Regions from separate parts of the Zea mays genome. Here region 2 is linked to region 1. The links are chromatin contacts, called in public Hi-C maps. All regions are on one chromosome and are shown on one strand. The core of a region is the stretch at or near the end of the contact, and the rest is flanking DNA. Distances in the headings are between cores, read along the strand shown. Region 1 holds the start of LOC100285948. Region 2 holds the start of LOC103629568 (probable methyltransferase PMT24).

Evidence for each region. Hi-C and Micro-C count contacts between places; a contact is called where the count stands out from the background.
Region 2: a Hi-C map of leaf shows a contact between it and region 1, with 7 times the contacts expected there. The contact joins the promoter of LOC103629568 here to the promoter of LOC100285948 in region 1. A contact is called at or near these places in 12 of 25 Hi-C or Micro-C datasets (bundle sheath, ear, endosperm and 4 more).

Annotation. Positions count from the first base shown.
Region 1 is chr6:94,195,815-94,203,146 of Zm-B73-REFERENCE-NAM-5.0, reverse strand. It overlaps LOC100285948, which reads right to left and starts at 3,041. Exons shown (of 7, transcript NM_001158837.2): 1 at 2,645-3,041; 2 at 2,386-2,517; 3 at 2,208-2,267; 4 at 300-376; 5 at 163-219. The coding sequence starts at 2,797.
Region 2 is chr6:94,357,178-94,364,509 of Zm-B73-REFERENCE-NAM-5.0, reverse strand. LOC103629568 (probable methyltransferase PMT24) reads left to right here and starts at 3,198. Exons shown (of 7, transcript XM_008650648.3): 1 at 3,198-4,843; 2 at 4,943-5,092; 3 at 5,182-5,452; 4 at 5,534-5,644; 5 at 5,766-6,213; 6 at 6,322-6,516; 7 at 6,596-7,182. The coding sequence starts at 3,473. The coding sequence ends at 6,812. LOC103629567 (midasin) reads right to left here. Exons shown (of 4, transcript XM_008650645.3): 4 at 7,322-7,332.

The DNA of each region.
Region 1 (7,332 bases), core at 1,792-4,291:
AGAGCAAGTTAATCATTCTTTGTTGTGTTTGTTCCATACACAAATCTATAGAAAGTATTGATTCTTATGTTTTACTGATCAGTGCAAAGCTGGTAGCCAGATAATGGGAAAAGAAATGGACAGTGTAGAGAGGCATATCTAAATAGAGACAAATGATCTTACCCTCTTTCAAGATTCAGATCCAATCGCTGTCCTGCGGTGACCTTGTCGATCTCATACCTGTTTCACACAATGAACAATTAGACTGAGTATGTTCATTCAGATTCCTGACATAACCAGCTCTTGAACTTAACACTGACTTCAGTTCACTCCTCATCTTATCAATATCTCCGCGAAGTTTCTCAGTCTCCCGCTGTAGTAAAGAGAAATGGTTTTCCTACAGAAAGGAAATGACCTTTTTAAGAGGTTGACCAACAGTTTTGAATACTGAAAATGTAAAGAGAAAAGCAGCAAGATGAGGACATGTGAACTGCAATCCATGCAAACACAATGCGAATAGGCAAGAACTATTTTTAGGTTAGTGGTTTCAATTATCAAATCGAAATCTGCAGTTATGTAGCACTAGGTTCAGCTAAAACATCGCAGAGCACACAACAACAACAACAATGCCTTTTATCCCAACTCCCAAACTGGGATCACAATGAGAAAAATCCAGCACCATGCATACAAATCAGAGTATTAGATATGTAATTCCTGACTCTTAAATCCTAGACAGAATTCTGGAATCCCACTCTCTGAAAGAGAGTTATTTCTCTCGAAAAATGCATCAGATTGTTCCTCCAAACTAGATAATGGATAGAACATCCCAGGTAAAATGACAATTAGTAGTTCCATATGATTGCAGATGAGCAGAAAAAAATGATCCGCATATACATCTAACGTTAGGTGATCACAAACCCTAAAAAGTATAAATATATCTCAGAAATAATGCATGGTAAGATGAACGAAACATTAGATAATAAGTCCAGACACTGAGCACAATCAGCAAAACATCTTGAAGTTCAGAGCACACCATAAAATATTAAAATATCAGCTACTCAATTGGACAGGGAGTAGGGATAAACTTAACACAACATTAATGTTTCTCAAGACTAATTTCCAAAAACATTATTAAAAAACAGTAGACCAGGATTTGTAATTCCTGTGGCTAAAATTTGAAGACTCTAATGTGTTCCGATCACTAGGCATCTGTTATACTTGGCATTCAAGCTATCTGGAAGTACCAATAAATATTTTATTGGATAAGAATAGAATGTATGATAACAGAATTCTCTTCTGCATAGCAAAGTCAAAGTATGGAGTGCATAATGACATGGTACGGAACTCTAAAAATGCGGGTGCTAGCTTCTGGGACTCTGGGAGCGCCTCTGGAACCAACAGGCCACAAGTTTGAAACTAATTGTTGAGAATAAGTGGTATGATGCATACATAAAAACAACCTTAACTAATTCAGATGTCCATGTCCGTGTTATAGTACAAATAGTGGTTTTTGAAAAGGAAGATTATTCTATTCTCCCCAACTTTACTGCTGGCATGCCAAGGGTATATGAGATAAGACACCTCTCCAAAGGCTCAGATAGGTATCGTTCATCCCTTACCATGGATACTACACTAACATTTCACATGGATGTAAACTGATTTGAGAAATGGCCCTGTAACCAATACAAGGCAAGCAGTACATCTTTTAAGCCTGAACTAATGTAACTTGATGACTTGAGATTAACTTCTACAAGGCAAGCTCAGACCACTGATGTTAACTCCAAAATAAAAGGCCAAATGTTAAGACATGTGAGCAAATTTACCAATCTCACTGCAATTAAGATGGTAAAAATGGCCAAGACATATCACCCACCATAATCTGATACCCCCAAAGGCACAGATAAATGGTGACTCAACCCACAATCCCCATCTGCGCACATCTATTCCACAAACAAATAGCCCCATCAATGTTAACGAGCAGCAGCTCTAAATCAGGTTGTACAAACTTTCATCCAACAAACCCTGTACTGCTGAAATGAACAAATCTAAAACAATCCAGAGAGGAAGAAATGCTGAGTGACTTCACCCCAAAAGGCCTATAAAATACACAGACCAATTTGAAGCCAGCAACAATTTATGTGGATCATGTACAAGATCCCAGATTAAGCCCCATGAAAATCCAGGGACAACTAATCCTCACGACCTAACATTTTAGTTTCAAACAGTACCTGCGAGCTCTGCACTTGGGACTTGAACTTGGAGATATTGGACTCCTGCAGCATCTCACTCTGCAAACAGAGTACCAAGACCACCAAATGAGAAAGACAACCGAGCAATCCGTCCACAGGACCCAAGCAAACCTCTATGAAACAACCATCCACGCAATGCCAAAGGCGAGGCGCTTGCCTTCTGCATCTCGGCCTTGGAGACGAAGGACTCGGAGATGCTCTCGAGGCTGTCGTTGAGGACCTCCGTGATGGCGGAGGTGATCGCCTCCGCCTGCTTGGTGGGCACGCCCTGCGACTCCAGCTTCCTGACCTGCGAGCGACACGACCATCCCGGCCCGCGTCAGCAGCTCGCCGGAGCATTCCGCCGAACACCTCTCGGGCGGAAGCCGAAACTGAGCGAGAGTACGGTAAGGAGAGACCCCGGAGGCTTGACTTACCAGGGCGAGGGTGTCTACGAGGAAGGCGCGGCGGCCGTTGGTCTTGACGAGCTGCGAGATGGAGCGGGGGCAGGGCGCGGCCGCCCACCGCTGCGGCCACTGCTGGTGCCCGTGCAGGAGCGCCGCGCGCCTGCAAGCTACGGCAGCGGCCATGGCCTCCTCCTCCTCCTCCTCCTCCCCCTCCCACGCGATGCGGCGGCGGACGGCGGAGGGGTCGGGGGCGCGAGCCGGTGGGGAGCGGTCCGGGGCCCGGCTATATGGGTGGGTGGAGGGCGATTCGGGCGGCTCGGCTTCGTTCCCGGGAGAGGCGGGATCGGAGGCGGAGGTGGCGGTGGCGCTAATTCGGGAAAGCGGAGAGGGGCGACGCTGCCTATATGCGGAGGCGCGGAGGCGACTTGGGGAGGAAGAAGACGCGAAGCAAGAAGGGGGGGGGGGGGGGGGGGCGAAGAGGGACGGTTTTCTTTTGTCTTTTATTTTTTGGAAAAAAAAAACAAAATCGACAAAACATAGTAGCCGCTCCGCCTCCCGCTCTCTAGGCTCACCATCATTTCCTCTGGTGTTTCACTGTCTTTTCAGTTTTGAACGAGCGTGATGAAACATCCATTCCTTCCCCTAATTGGCAGAGCCTTTCGAGCTCTCCAATTTTACAGAGTACTCATGCTTGCTTCCTTATCTTGTGGACAAAGAATCGACCGACTCTGAAGCATAGCCGCAGTTCTCAAAACAATCCCGCTCCAAGCAAGTTGGGTGGCCGGCGTGGAGACGACGACACCCACCGAACCCACCGCGGCGGCCTGGTCCACGCTGGGAAGCGGATCCGGCCCGACCATTCCAATCTGGCAGCCAATCACAGGGACCACCCACCGCCAGCAGACGCGCACGCAGACGCGGGTTGGGTTCAACTTCACGCCGATCGATTCGCTGGATAGACTGATCGTGTTTGGATTGCCTTGTATTCTTTTCTTTTCTTTTTGACCCATTTTCGTAAAGTTGAAATTTTATGTTAGGGGGCATTGCGCGCTTGTCTCTGGACGCATACATATGTTAATCGCATTTTATTCTAGAAAAGTCAACTTTGCACGTTTGTCAGCCGAGATTTCGAAATAAAGTCTCGTGTTAGCAATGGGAAGGGAGGAGCAGTCGAGCAGAGAAGATGCGTGGAGAAGGGGCGAGAGAGCAGAGAAGAAGGGAGATGGCACCGAGAGCCCGGCGGCGTCTCGGTAGTATTCTTCGTATTGTCTTTTATATAGAGCTATTGGATCAAAAACGGCCCACAGCCAGACGACTTCCACTACTTGGCCCACATCGGTCTAGTAACTTTAGTATTTAGACGACTGACTTGCGTGCCGTGTGGCTTGTTCCTGCTGTCTGCTGCCTTCAGCTTGTCGTTCTCGTCAGCATTGCTGACATCCGCCTCCCCTTCAAAGTCTGTTTGTCCCCAAGCAGGTGCATTTAGGAATCGTTCCTTGAGAGCCATCACATCTTCCCAGTTGGTCAATGCTGCGTCGAGGCCGGACCAAACGAGCTTCGCCTGCGCAACCATATTGCTGCCACGCTGAACCAGGCGTCGTTGCAGGATATGAAGAGGGACCTGCAATGGATTAGTACCAGATGGTAGAGATGAAATCGACTGATGATTGGTTCCAGTAGCTGCCTTGAGTTGGGACACATGAAATACAGGATGGATGGAAGAAGTGTCCGATAATTTGAGCTTGTAAGCGACTGGACTGATCTGCTCGACTATCTAAAAGGGTCCGAAGAATTTGAATGAAAGTTTGTGGTTGGCTCTGGTGGCTACAGATGTTTGCACATAAGGTTGCAGCTTCAGAAAGACCCAATTGTGAACAACAAAAACGCGCTCAGATCGCTTCTTGTCGGCCTGCTTCTTCATTCGATCTTGGTGCCGAGTGAGATGTTGTTGAATAAGTTTCTGCATGAGTTCCCTCTCTTGCAGCCATGTTTTCAGGTCTGGAACCGAGATAGCTCGCTGATCAGTAATACCAAAGTGGCGAGGCATGTGGCCATACAGCACCTCAAATGGGGATTTGTCCAATCCAGTGTGAGTATAGGTGTTGTACCAGAATTCGGCCACCGAAATCCACTGAGACCATTGTCTTGGACAAGCATGGACAAAACACCGAAGGAAAGTCTCTAAACATTGGTTAACCCTCTCCGTTTGCCCATCGGAATGGGGGCGATATGCTGAAGACATGCTGAGTTTTTAGTATCTGAAAGTAAAACAGTTGTTGCCAAAATGAGCTTGTAAATATCCGGTCTCTGTCAGAAATAATAATAGCAGACAGTCCATGTAGTTTGTAAATGTGATCCAAAAATAGCTTCGCCACTTTTGAAGCTGTGAAAGGGTGTGCCAAAGGAAGAAAGTGAGCATACTTGGACCATTTATCTACCACCACCATAATGCAACTAAAGTTAGCAGAAGTAGGAAGTGTTGAATAATTAGACAAATTCTAGATTAAATTCCGAATATAAATCATGACCAAATCAGAAGAACTGAAATAAAAAGCCAAATCAGATGATGCGTACTGATTAGACATACCGATAGATGACGCGCGCCGGAATCAGCAGGGTCGACGACGTCGAAGCAGCGAAGTCAGCAGAGTCGACGAGGTCAGAAGATCACGAGTAGTCGCGTGAAGACGCTTCCCAAAAACCTTATTCGCCCTCTCCCGGTGCAGGATCTAGAAGACGAAGGGTTCCGGAGACCTGCTCTCCTGATCGCAGATGCACGTCTGCGGCCGCGACCCCCGATCTTATCCGCCCACGAAAATCTCACGTTCAGTTGAGATTTTATAGCGATCGGTTAGGATAAGCGTAACAGCCAAGAAACCAAAAAATCAAACGGCAAATGGTAGCCGCGCCCCCGTAAGGCGAGGAGCCGGATTTCGGCGGACCATTCACGCGCATGTCGTGCGCCTGCGCCCTTCGCCCCGCCCCGCCCCAGCCCGGCTAGGCCAGGTGAGGCGAGCGAGCGTGCGCGCGCGTGTGGCCCTCCACACTCTCTCCTCTCATCCATGACTTGGTGAGTGAGTGTGGCTTCCATATTTAAGCTAGCTCTACTCCACTAGAACTAGCAATATGGTGCTATTGGTTCCACCTATTCCCTAGTCATCCACTTATATGGGCTTTTGTGATTTTCCTGGAATTTATTTGAATTTCTCAATTGGGCCTAGCCCATAAATCCTAACAATCCCCCACCAGATCTCAAATGCCCATCTGCAGTTTTCGCCACTGTTCACTACTGTTTAATATACTAGTTTTTCAGCAGAGACTGTTAAGTTGAACTTCCGCCTAGAACTCCAAGCTACACCAACCCACAACTTGGACAATGGACTATGCCTTGAATTGCAAGTTTTGCGTGAATGGGTTTCACTTGAAGTCATGACCAGTACTTGGCTACCAGTAGTCCCCTTCTCGGGTGGAGCATATACGTCGTACTCCAAGGTCTCTTCATGAGTTTACTAGAGATCACCCAAATCTCATAGACTGCGACGTTAGACAGTCTAACTCATATAGGTGTGTTCTTTCAAGAATGTTCTGCAGGACAACATCTTCGCTAATACAAGCCAACAGAACACATTAAGGCACAGAGCCAACCTGCCTTACAGCATTTGAGAGTATTGCATCTTTACTTAGAGAGGGTCAAAGGTTACTCTCCTCAGATCACCAATGGCTTGTTCTTCCCAGGACCTAATTCACGGGATCTCCGATCACATAGACTAGGTTTCCACCATGGAAACTTTATTCGGGTCTCATACCCATCTCTCTCGATGCGATTTCTATCACATTACGTGGTAGTCCCTTGGTAAAAGGATCTGCTAGATTTTTATCTGTTGAAATATAAGTCACACTTATAACTCCGGAGTTTCTCAACTTTCTGACAGACTTCAATCGTCTTTTGACATGTCTTGATGACTTTCCATTATCCTTAGAACTCGTCACTTTAGCAATCACTGTCTGATTGTCACAGTTCATAAGGATAGCTGGTATTGGTTTCTCAACAACCGGCAAGTCCATCAAGAGTTCACGCAACCATTCTGCCTCAACGGTTGTTGTGTCAAGTGCAGCTAGCTCAGCTTCCATGGTTGACCTCGTCAAAATGGTCTGCTTGCATGACCTCCATGATACCACACCTCCACCAATAGTAAAGACATAACCACTGGTGGCATAAAGCTCGTCTACATCAGATATCCAGTTCGAATCACTATATCCTTCAAGTACTTCATGCTGACCAGAATAGTGAATTCCATAACTCATTGTACCTTGCAGGTAGTGCATAACCCGCTCAAGTGCATGCCAATGATCAGTCCCGGGATTTGACATGTGAAAGTCGCCTAGAGGGGGGGTGAATAGGGTGAAACTGAAATTTACAAAGTTAATCACAACTACAAGCCGGGTTAGCGTTAGAAATATAATCAAGTCCGCGAGAGAGGGTGCAAAACAATTCGCAAGCGAATAAAGAGTGTGACACGCGGATTTGTTTTACCGAGGTTCGGTTCTCGCAAACCTACTCTCCGTTGAGGTGGTCACAAAGACCGGGTCTCTTTCAACCCTTTCCCTCTCTCAAACGGTCCCTCGGACCGAGTGAGCTTTTCTTCTCAATCACTTGGAACACAAAGTTCCCACAAGGATCACCACACGATTGGTGTCTCTTGCCTCAATTACAAGTG
Region 2 (7,332 bases), core at 1,949-4,448, 160 kb before region 1:
GGAAAATTTCTACCCCACTCGTGTACCCGTTGATTGTTGTCGTCACGGTGGCCATCTGGCCCGTCGACGAACTGAACCCTGGCAGATGTGCGCCTGGTCGCCGACTCGTTAGGGTGGAGAAGACCCGATTGCGTGAAGTCATGGTCGAACGCCTCGCATTTCATGAACTTGTTCGCGCGTTGCACCTCAAACAGTAGGTTATCGAGATGTTTCTCCAGCGTTGGCTTCCACCCTGCAAACTCGCCTTGGTCCATCTCAAGGGAAATGAGACGGGCTTCGGTTTTCTGTTATGCTTCCTCCATCCGGTGCTCCAAGTCATCGCAGTGCCCACACATCGCGTCCGTGATGTGTGATTCTATGTTCGCCATTTCGTCGAGCATCTTCTGCATCACCGCTTCCATGCCGACCACCTTCTGCATCACGACCTCCATGCCGACTGCGACAGTAGAATGAGGACGATGACCTGGAATTGGTGGAAGCGACTCCAGGGCTGCCTACTCTGATACCAGATGTTAAGGTAGCGGGTACAGAGAAGGTGGATTGGCGAAGAAGAACTAGAAGAGTTGGGCGACGGAATCAGGTTTCTATTCTTCGTTATCTCTTCTAGTCTGACTTTCTCCTTGTATGACAAGGATGTCGTTCTAGTACACGGCACAAGGCCCAATTGTAAACGCCACAGCAACTATTACATGACCCAAGTTGGCCCAAGGTATTTTGGATTCAGCTTCTTCACCCGCCTCAGCCTGTTCACTTGAACTCCAGCTTCTCGCGCTTTCTCTTCATCAGTATTAAGGTTGTGGTTGTCTTCAGTTTCATCAGCCTGCGTCGCTCCGCTGTCCACATCCACACACTGCAAGCAATTACGTGTCACAATGTGTACTTCAGTTTCCTAAAATAAAGCCACACTCTCCACCAGGACCACCTTTCCAAAGCCATGTGTACTTTAGAATCAGTTTCTTGAGGCCGCTAAGCCGCCTTAATTTGGTTGGGTTGGGCCACCCAACTATAGATGCATGGATCATCAAGCAATTAAAGATAAATAAAGCATGTTTCTATGTCATTTATGGAAATGACACGCAAAGGCGAGGGACAAACAAGAGAGGAGTTAAGTAGCGCTAGCTGGCTGCAGCTACGTTCTCTCAACGTCTGAAAAGCACGATACGCGCATTCGGTCGGGTCGACCTTGCAACGCAACCGATGGAACTCCCATTGTCCATCTAGCCATCTATCAGAAAAAAGAGTGTGCGCTAACCACTCGTTCACTCCTAGTCCTAGGCTGTAGATCACATGACTAGTCACCTCCATCTAAGGCCTTGTTCGTTTGTGTCGGATTGATGGGTCGGAACGAATCCGAGCCGGATTGCTTCTCTAATTTATATAAACTTTGATTAGCCGGAATAATTCCGGGTGCAATCCGATGTAAACGAACAAGGCCTAAAGGCTTTCGGAATCAGCTGTAAATTAAATTAAAACCACGTGGTAGCCATGGGTGGGAATCCAAACTTGCGTCGTCGCAAAGCCCGTGAATGACTAAAAATATAATGTCCAAATGAATAGCACGACCTCGATCCGGTCCTGGTTATTAAGTATACGGCATGGTTAGACTCGAATACCTATTTGTATTGTGGATAGGTCGCTCGACGAGCCTAAACCCCTAAGGGCTCGTTCGGTTGTACCGGAATAAAACAGGATTCATTCCAACTCATCAAAATCTATATAAATTAGAGAAGTAATTTAGCTAGGAATTAATCCAGGGCTCCAATCCGGAACAACCGAACAGGACCTAAACGAGCCTGACATGAGAAGAGCCCAACTGTGTCAAGCCAGCACACGACCCCGAGAACGAGACTGTACCGGCCCGAGCCCACCAACACTAAAACCAAGCACATGAAACACTCCGTTTGAATTACACAATCACAATTGACATTTACACTTACAAAGATCAGAAATAATACACATGTCACATTACACTTACATACAGTTACACAAATAGCACACGAAATCACTGTTACACAAGCAATACACTACACGGCTCGCGGGCCGGGTGCTTTTATGGACATCTATAAAAATGGCTGCCGGCCTGCTGCCCCCTTACGCGACCTGCCCACGTGGCCCCCCGTTCTGATCGGACAGGACGAGAGCTAGAGCTATCCAGGGACAGGGAGCGCTTCGTTCCTCTTCCTCCTGGTTGTGGTAGCTGCTGGCAGAGGCTTGGCTTGCGGCTCGGTCAATCTCATGCGCCTCCTCAGCAGAAGAGGAAATCCTTCGTGCGGCTTTCTAGTTCCAGGCATGGGTTATTGGGCTCGTCCTGCCATTCCTGGAGCTTGTAAGTGACAAGCCATTGCACTGACTAGAGAGAAGACGACGGAGGACCCAACTTGCCTTTGTCCAATTTATTGCTTCCCCCTTTTACTCTCTCATCTCCCCGCCGGCAGATCATTGCTTAATCTCCTTGGTTTATTTAATTAATTACCCCCAATATAATACTCAGTGGACAATATATCTTGCTCCTTTTGACTTGCCTGCAATCTATCCACTCGCCCTTTCTTTCTTTCTTTCTTTATCCTTTTTATGACAGTATATAGTCTATATTAACATTACGATCCCACGGATAGAATGGTTGGCGACGCGAGAAGAGAGGTTGACGGCCGTGGGGCAGTAGAGAGGGAGAGGCTGGGAGCGGCAGGTCACGAGGCAAGAGAGGGGAGGGGATCGAATGGGATTGTTCATCAAACGATCTGAAACGTTGATTTTGATGATGTGCTAAGTCTGAGTGTAATTTGTTTGCTAGATTTAGTGGAGGTTGTGGATGTGAGGGTGATTTAGTTTAGTGTGATTCGCAAAGTTTAAACTAATGTTATATAGCGTTTAGGTTTTTGTATACTAGATGTACCTTTGGTTTTCACAAGAATGTTTCTGTGGCAATGCAATGGGACGCCTCAGTTTAAGGTGATAGTGTTAGGTTTCCTTCCATCTACTGGTATAGTCATCTTGGAAACTAATATTGACATTTTTTCACTTTCATTATTATGGCAAGAGTTTGGTACTTAGTTGGCAACCACAACTATGTATTTGGCTACATTTTTTTACGGAAATTGTTCAAAAAAATCCTTATGCAGAGAAAAACATGGAGTAGAGGCACATGATGCGAAGGTGAAGAGCGTGAGAAGAGGAGGAGGCCGAGGCGACGACGACGCCCCATGCATATATGCTACGATAACGCTAGCTCGCCCGCTTGTTAAGCAACGCAGCTCATGGAGACCCCACATGTCATCCTCACGTCCGACCACCCCCGACGCGCCGGGATCACCCCATGTTCCCGGGATTACGCCTCCCGCCACTTGTGCTGGCCAAAAAAGAACAGCCAAAAACCTAATTAGTCATCCAGAGCTTTGTTTGGTTTCCCTCATCAATCGACTGCTCGACCGCGCGCGCGCGCCAGGCGACTCCCATCCGCTACGAACCCTGCCGCATGCGGGATCGATCCATGGCCGGCGCCGGCGCCGGCGCCCGCAGCTCGCGCGCCGGCGGCGGGAAGCGCGGCGCCGCGTCGTCCTCGGCTGCCGCCGCGTCCGCGTGCGTCTACTACGCCACGACGGCGCTGCTCGTCGCGCTGTGCGTCGCGGGGGCCTACTTCCTCACGTCCACCTCCTCCGCCGACGGGGACGCCGCAACGGTCACCGCGTACCGCCACACTACACGCTCCTCTTTCGCGTACGAGCTCACCAGGGAGCGGGCGGCGCCGCGCGGGGAGGAGGCGTCGGAGGCCCGAGACACGCCCGCCGCTGTTAAGGCCGTTGGCGCCGAGGAGGAGCCGCGGCCCGACCGGAGCGCCGGCGCCGCGCTGGGCGACCCGCACGCCAGGCCTGACGAGGAGCGTGTGTCGGACGAGGCGGCGGCGGGCGTGGAGGAGGAGCACGAGGCCGCCGCGGTGGCCATGGAGGACGTGAAGGCCGAGGACGGTGGTGGCCACGTGGCCGCCGGAGACGACGAGGCGGCCAGCGCGCGCGGTGGGGAGGTGGAGGAGGAGAAGGAGCGAGAAACAGCCGTGCTGGAAGAGAGCAGCCGCGAGCAGCGAGAACAGGAGCAGGAGCAGGAGCCGCAGCTGGAGATGCCACACGAGCGGCCTCGGGGTGCCGCCGCTGCCGTCGAGGAGAAGAACCTGGACGGCGGCATCGAGGAGGAGAGCAACGCGGGGCAGAGGCAGCGAGAGGCGGAGCAGAGCGCGCTCGAGGAGCAGCAGGCCGCAGCCGGGAGCCAGTTGCGCCGCGAAGCGCAGGAGGACCCGCAGGCCGACGACGGTGCCGACGAAGGGACAGAGGAGGAGCGCGGCAGGGAGCAGTCACAGGGCGAGGAGGAGGCGCGCTCGTCGTCGGTGTCAGGGTCCAGCGGAGACGCCGACAGCGGAGAGGCCGTGTCGGAGTCGGAGCACACGGGGACGGGGCGCGCGGACGGAAATGCCAGTCAGGACGACGGCCGCAGCGTCGAGGTCGAGGACTCGCTCGCCGCCGAAGGCCGCACGGAGGAGCAGAAGGCGTGGGCGACGCAGGCCGACGAGTCACACCGGGAGACGGACCGCCGCGACGAGGGCGGCGACATCGACGGCAACGGCGCGGAGAACGCCGGCGGAGAGGAGCGCGAGTGGCGGGTGTGCAACGTGAAGGCCGGCGCCGACTACATCCCGTGCCTGGACAACGAGAAGGCCATCAAGAAGCTGCGGCCGGAGAACTTCCGGCGGTACGAGCACCGGGAGCGGCACTGCCCCGACGAGGGCCCGACGTGCCTCGTCGCGCTCCCCAGCGGCTACCGCCGTCCCATCGAGTGGCCCAAGAGCCGAGACAGGGTAGATACGTCCGCGTCTCTGAACTGAATCCCCCCCCACCCCATGCTCACTGCAAGGCGCATTGCTGACTTGGTCGTGCCGGCGACGACGTACGTGCAGGTATGGTACAGCAATGTCCCGCACACGAAGCTGGTGGAGGTGAAGGGTCACCAGAACTGGGTGAAGGTGAGCGGGCAGTACCTGACATTCCCCGGCGGCGGCACGCAGTTCATCCATGGTGCGCTGCACTACATCGACTTCCTGCAGCAGGTACCAACGGCCAGCATGCCATGGTTTGTCTGTTTCGATCGCTCCAGTGTAGAGATGGTAAGGAGGGTTACTCTGCCTTGTTCGGCCAGTCCGTCCGCGCCATCTCGTGGGGGAAGCACACGCGGGTGGTGCTCGACGTTGGCTGCGGCGTGGCCAGCTTCGGCGGCTACCTGTTCGAGCGCGACGTGGCGACCATGTCGTTCGCGCCCAAGGACGAGCACGAGGCGCAGGTGCAGATGGCGCTCGAGCGCGGGATCCCGGCCATCTCGGCCGTCATGGGCTCCAAGCGCCTGCCTTTCCCGAGCAAGTCGTTCGACCTCGTCCACTGCGCGCGCTGCCGCGTCCCCTGGCACACCGACGGTGCGCCGCTGCCCCCCTTCTTCCATTTCCGGTCAGACCCTTGCTGACGATGCCGACCGAGATTGCCGTGTGTCCGTGCAGGTGGCGCTCTCCTCCTCGAACTGAACCGCGTCCTGCGCCCCGGCGGGTTCTTCGTCTGGTCCGCCACGCCGGTGTACCAGAAGCTAACGGAGGACGTCGAGATCTGGAAAGGCACGTAAAGTTCCGACGACCATTCACCGCCATGACCATGAATCGGTCGATCAGAGCCAGCTGACAGGACAGCTAAGCTAACGGAGTTTTTTTTTCCCTGTTCACCTGCACGTACGTACAGCAATGACCTCTCTGACGAAATCCATGTGCTGGGAGCTGGCGTCGATCAAGAAGGACCGGCTGAACGGCGTCGGGGTGGCCTTCTACCGGAAGCCGACGAGCAACGAGTGCTACGAGTCCAGGAGGCGGCAGCAGCCGCCGATGTGCGCGGACGACGACGACGCGGACGCGGCGTGGTACGTCCGGCTCAACCCGTGCGTGCACCGCGTGCCGACGGCCCCGTCGGAGCGCGGCGCGCGGTGGCCCTCCGAGTGGCCGCGGCGGGTGCGGTTGCCGCCGTACTGGCTCAACGGCTCGCAGGCCGGGGTGTACGGGAGGCCGGCGCCGGAGGACTTCGCGGTGGACTACGACCACTGGCGGCGCGTCGTCGACGGGTCCTACCTCAACGGCCTGGGCATCGACTGGTCCAGGGTCAGGAACGTGATGGACATGAGAGCCGCGTACGGCGGGTAACTAATCCAATCCGATATACCGCCATTGTCGCCAACTCCACTGGCCATGCCCAGCAAGCTCTGCTCTGGTACGTAATTGTGCTGACGCCATGGCCGCCGTCTCAGGTTCGCGGCCGCGCTCTGGGAGAAGAAGATCTGGGTGATGAACGTGGTGAACGTCGACGCGCCTGACACGCTGCCGGTCATCTTCGAGCGCGGGCTGCTGGGCATCTACCACGACTGGTGCGAGTCCTTCAGCACCTACCCGAGAAGCTACGACCTCCTGCACGCCGACCACCTCTTCTCCAAGATCAAGGATAGGTCAGCCTGTCTGTTTGTTCTTTGCATACACATCTTGTTACTGGCTTGACGACGCACAGACACGGCCGGTCTTGTTCAGATGCGCGGTTCTGCCGGTGGTGGTGGAGGTGGACAGGATCGTGAGGCCGGGGGGCAGCATCGTGGTGCGCGACGAGGCCGGCGCCGTCGGCGAGGTGGAGAAGCTCCTGAGGTCGCTCCACTGGGACGTGCGGCTGACCTTCTCCAAGAACGACGAAGGGGTGATGTACGCCGAGAAGTCGGGTTGGCGGCCGGAGCTTGTGGAAGAGCCGTCGTAATGGCCACCATTTCAGTTTCAGACCGGCGAGCAGTAGGGCTGGCCCTTTTTCTCTTCTTGCGTCCGTCAGCATTTGGTAGCTCTGTACATGGTTTTGTTATTGCTGCTGCAGCAGTAGTATTTTCTGTACGTTTGTGAGCACCCATAGAGAGAGCTCTAGATTATATATACGTACAGCAACCGGAGAGCCTGCACGCCAGAGGTTCTACGATTCCTTCTTTTTCTTTTTCTTTTTTTTAAAAGAAAGAGGCTTGTAAAGAAAGCGATTCCTTCTTTTTTTTCTTTTTTTAAAGAAAGAGGAGAAAAGACAAGCTAAAGGCATCAAGGCCCTCGGTCTCGGTTCTATCCAGCAAGCCAATTTGTACTTTCTGGCACACGCCCGTACTCCAGATGTGTACGGCATGTTTCAGTTAGGTTGGAAACGAGTGAAGTGGTCATGGTCAACGCTACTCCCGTGTAAGCAACAACGAGAAGCGTGTTCTCTATGCACTTGACAGTTGACAGTTCCACTGAAAAGCAGG